2 separate regions of the Astyanax mexicanus genome follow, and region 2 is linked to region 1. A link is a contact called in public Hi-C data. All regions are on one chromosome and are shown on one strand. The core of a region is the stretch at or near the end of the contact, and the rest is flanking DNA. Distances in the headings are between cores, read along the strand shown. Region 1 holds the start of LOC103032170 (polymerase delta-interacting protein 2). Region 2 holds the start of cenpv (centromere protein V).

The links. A called contact is a pair of places that touch in the nucleus more often than the background predicts.
Region 2: a contact with region 1 is called in a Hi-C map of blood, with 8 times the contacts expected there. The contact joins the promoter of cenpv here to the promoter of LOC103032170 in region 1. A contact is called at or near these places in 2 of 3 Hi-C or Micro-C datasets (blood and muscle).

Annotation. Positions count from the first base shown.
Region 1 is chr1:11,181,733-11,184,432 of AstMex3_surface, forward strand. It overlaps LOC103032170 (polymerase delta-interacting protein 2), which reads right to left and starts at 1,268. Exons shown (of 11, transcript XM_007233544.4): 1 at 1,060-1,268. The coding sequence starts at 1,241.
Region 2 is chr1:11,517,245-11,519,944 of AstMex3_surface, forward strand. cenpv (centromere protein V) reads right to left here and starts at 1,335. Exons shown (of 5, transcript XM_022665829.2): 1 at 1,106-1,335. The coding sequence starts at 1,131.

The DNA.
Region 1 (2,700 bases), core at 18-2,517:
TTAATTATCTCGTTTCCATGCAATAGGATCTCGTACCCACACATTAATAAGTTGTGGCAATGCATTAGGATCTTGTTCCCACTCATCAGGATATTGTTCCCACGCATTAATAAGTTGTGGTAACCACACCTTAACATTCTTGTAATATTCTTAATGGGCACTCTCATTTACTGAAAAGCAAACTTTATTATTATGTGGCTATGACATAATTATCTCGTTCCCACACATTAGGATCACATTAGGATCTTGTTCCCACACATTAATAAACTGTGTCAATGCATTAAGATCTCATTCCCACACATTACTTAGTCTTGTCCTTGCAATATTTGTTTTAACATGATGTCACCTTAGGGGCTCCGTATTTTTCTAGGGTAGTGTTTGCTTTTCTATTTGGCACTAATTCCGCTCCACATTTTTAAGGTGGAAATAATTCCTCTCCAATAGTTTTAAGGTGGAAATAATTACTCACCATAGTTTAAAGTGAAACTAATATCTCTCCAATAGTTTTAATGTGGAAATAATTACTCACCATAGTTTAAAGTGAAACTAATATTTCTCTATAGTTTTAAGGTGGAAATAATTCCTAACCCACGTTTTAAGGTGGAAACAATTTCTCACCATAGTTTTAAGGTGGAAACAATTTCTCACCATAGTTTTAAGGTGGAAACAATTTCTCACCATAGTTTTAAGGAGGAAATAACTCCTCGCCGCAGTTTTTTAAGGTGGAAACTGTTGAAGAATAAGGCTTTAGCTGTAGAGCTGGGGGAGTAGCTGACCTTGCATGGCTGAATCCAGCAAGCTGCGCAATTTAAGCGGTTACACAACAGCCTGCCATCCAGCAGCTCAGCCTGCACAGCTCAGCCTGCACAGCTAACACTGTGTTAGAAAGCCTGGCAGCTCGGTTATATATGATTACAGGTTATTAACAGTGTCAATAGTGATATTAGGCAGGTAAACGTGTGATTTATGAACTGATTAATAGTGTAAATAAAGCTTAGCTATGCTAACTAGCTTTAGCCTCGTTAGCTCCGCAGAGATAAGCTGTGAACCGCTTCTTACCGGGAGGACATGAAGCGCTGCTGCTGGAGACCCGCTCCCCCGCACACACAGCACGGCACACCCCGTCGCCGGCCCGCCTCCGCCCCGCGGCTCAGCTCCGCGCTCAGCGCCCGCAGCGAGCTGGGTTTACTGTACTTATTAACGGCGGACAGCAGCCCCCTGCGTATCACACACGCCGCCATCTTTCCACAGACCGGTTCAGTTAGGCTAGCTCTGTGTGCCGACTCCTACAAAAAGAGTCGATTCTGCACATTTGATTCATTTGAGAAACCTGATTCGACTCCTGAGCTTTGGACTCTCGGTTCTGATTCACTGGAATATTATACAGCTTAAAAAAACACTTCAGTTTCTGAATTAGTTTCTCTGATTTTGCTATTTATAGGTTTATGTTTGAGTAAAATGAACATTGTTGTTTTATTCTATAAACTACGAACATAATTTCCCCCAAATTCCAAATAAAATTTTGTCATTTAGAGCTTTTATTTGGCGAAAATGAGAAATGACTGAAATAACAAAAAACGATGCCGAGCTTTCAGACCTCAAAGACACCAAAACAATTAAGGCACACATAGGAATTAGGTAGTAATTTACAATGCAGCCGATTATTTACAATTTTAAAGGTATTGAAAACATTTAGATTAGAAATCATAAGGAAATTAATATACACATTTAAAATAAACATAACATAAAAAATTAATTAGATGAATAAAATATATATACATTAAAAACTGGAAAATGACCATAACAATTGACAAATAAAAAGTAAAGATTTTATAAAATATTTTTATTAAAAAATCTTAAGAATGATAAAAAATGATATAATGAAAAATAATGAATCTATCCACACCTACAATGTAGGTCTAACCTTTTGTGCCTTACACATATTTATATAGTACTTTGCCAAGAAAATAATTAAATTACATAAAAAAACATAGCTTACTTTGAGTGTTTATTTCCAGTTATGCCCAGATATTATTGTGATTAACGTTATTGTTGTTATTTTAATACCATTTTATGTCACTCATAAAATATCATATAATATCACATAATAATGTAACAATGCAGTTGCAATGAAGTTTGAAAGAGCAATTAGTATTCAATTATTGGATTTGGTAGCGAAATATTGAACTGTTTGAATATACTACATAAACAAAACATCCATAAACTGTTGTCTTTAAACAAAAGGACATAAGAGCTCATTCTCTGTAATGGGATCTTCTCACTATGCCACTAATGCAATTATTGAGGTCAGCAAAAATTAAATAAATATTGTTTGATACTAAGTTAGTAATGTAACAGGCCTTGAGCCGATATATATATATTTTCCTAGTTACACCAAATAAGTACACAGTAATAAAATATTAAACACAACAGAAAACACTACACAGGGAGAACATTACATGCTGTAATTAATTATTTGTCTTTATAATTATTTATGTCTGCATGTATATTAATTGTAACAACAATTAATAGCATTAAGTTCATGTTTTACTTGAAATAACTAGTTTCTTATTGTAGACATGTGACAAATACAGTAACTGTAATTGAGTGTTTTTAAATGTCTGTGTGTGGAACCGTCTGTGAGAGTCGATTCCATTGATTCATATCATTATGAATCTGATTCAGATTCGACTTTACACG
Region 2 (2,700 bases), core at 85-2,584, 340 kb after region 1:
AAACCTGTAAAAAGTTTATAACAGTTTAAATATAAAACATTTTTATATACAAGTATTACACAACCAGCAAAAGAGTTGTAATCAAAAAATATATAAAAAAACAATAGGTTATTATGACATTAGGATGGTAGGATATTATGTGTTACACCTTAGTCAGCATATAGCATTAAATGAAGAAATATTTAATACACATTTTCAATTATTCTGTTTTGCCATCAACCTGACTGTACATGGAAAAAAACTGTAAAAAAAAAAAAAAGTGTGTTCGATGCCTAAATTATCTCATCCCCACTCATTAGGCTCTGGTGGCCACGCCTTAGAACCTCGTTTTAATGCATATTTATTTTTTTATACATGATGTCACCTTAGTGGCTTAGTACATTTACTTTCTAAAACAGGGATTTTTATATATGTTGTTTTAATTGATATATAAATGATATATTTTTTTTTAACCCACTTACAAGTCCAATTACCCAACCCCCTCATTAGGTGATGCCCCAACACCAAGAGGGTGAAGACTAGCACATGCCTCCTTCGATACATGTGAAGTCAGACCCCGGTTCTTTGCAAAATGAGTAGCATCACAGCGCTCAACAACTCGGTTCTGATACATCAGCTCACAGACGCCTTGTGCTGATCTACATCACCCTAGGAGTGATGAGGGGAAAGAGCGCCATCTATTCTCCCAGAGAGAGAGCAAGGCCAATTGTGCTCTCTCAGGACTCTGGCAGCTGATGGCAAGCTGCATGACCAGGATTCGAACCAGCGATTTCCTGATCATAGTCGCAGGGCCTTAGTCCTAAGGACCACTCGGAGCCCTTAATAGTGGATTTTAACACTTGTGTGATTGTGATTGTTTCTTATCATTGGGTACTGATTATGTGTGATTGGCAAGACAGAGGAAAAGATTTGTAATCTGTAGTTTGTAGTTTAAATTGAAAAAATAAGGAGTACAGATATATTTCCCTATAATTAATTAAGCACACAGCTACTTCCACACCAGTGTATTTAAACTACACATGATTTGATTGTATATATGGGCTTTATTAGTAGATATTTCAGCAGTGATTGGAGTTTACAGTGTAAATACAGTCTCACTCCCTACCTTCTGTCCTCCTCAGCGGCCGCCATGCTGCTCTATAGCACAGTTCCTGCCTCAGAGCTTCGGTCTGGGGTTATTATCAGCGTGTTTACAGGTCTACAGGTAAAAAAACAGCCGCTATAAGCTCCTAGTCTCTTCTCCAAATAAGTATTATTATTATCACACTGTTGCGAAAGTGGTGGAAGATCTGAGGAACAGCTGAGTCACGTGGCCACGTGACCACTGACTCCTCAACGACTCGTTCTACTCAAACGAGTCTTTACAGTTCAGATGAACCGACTCGTTTTCAACTGAATCACACACACACATCTATAGAGACCACTTCAGTTTCTGAATCAGATTCTCTGATTTTGCTATTTATAGGTTTATTTTTGAGTAAAATTAACATTGTTGTTTTATTCTATAAACTACAGACAACATTTCTCCCAAATTTCAAATAATAATATTGTCATTTAGAGCATTTATTTGCAGAAGCTTTTTATTTGCAGAGCTTTTAGACCTCAAATAATGCAATATGTATATACATTTTTTTTATCACAGTTTTCATGCATCTTGGCATGTTCTCCTCCACCAGTCTTACACACTGCTTTTGGATAACTTTATGTCAAAAAGTCTAACATCATTCTAGCAGCAGTTCAGGCCTGGTTTAATAGCTTGTGATCATCCATCTTTCTCAGGTTCCAGAGGTTTTCAAATTTGTAACAAACTTTTCATTTTTAGGCGGTGCCTTATGTTTTCCAGTGCAGTATATATATATATATATATATATATATATATATATATATATATATATATATATATATATATATATATATAATTGTTTGAAAGCATCAGTTGTAAAGTTGTGAAGAGTTAGAGTTACAAGTATACAGTGAATAGCTCTATTTAAGTAATGTTCTAATCCACATTATAGCAGGAACTACTCAACTAATTAAATAAGAAAATACTGAATGTCAAAATTGAATGTCAGTAAATCAGAAAAAAAATGAATAAACTTTGAAAGGAGTGTAGTTGCAAAGACCATCAATCATGTTTTGATGGCTCTCATCAGGACTGCCCCATGACCACCTCAGCTAGTTGACATCCCCCCAAAATGTCTTTATTTTTTATCTTATTTTTAAATTTAGTATAAAGCAGACAAGGAAAACAAATAACATAAAAATATGTCAAGTTTAGAGATGAAATTCTGATGAAGACAAATCACAGGGCAAATTGAATGTAAATGTAAATTCAGGTTAAATTAACTTCTAAATATCTCTTTTTTAGACCCCACTTATATTTTAAATAATTCCAGAATCTAAATTCATTACTCATCATTTTTAATGTAATGAGTTTCCAAGTGTTTTGGGCCTTTATATGGGCACATGTGGGGCCTGTATGTGGGGAGCCCCACTAGGAACTAAAAAGTTTTGTCTACGAGTTTCATGTTATCCGATTAAGTGGATGTCAGTGATGGTCCCCATTGTGATGAGTTAAACATGGATTGTACATTGTATATAGGGCTTAAATGGGACCCATGTGAGATGAGGTGCTATAAAGTAGCCCAGGTTTCACCCATGTTAGAGCTCCACATGATCATGTCAGCTGGGATGTCTTGA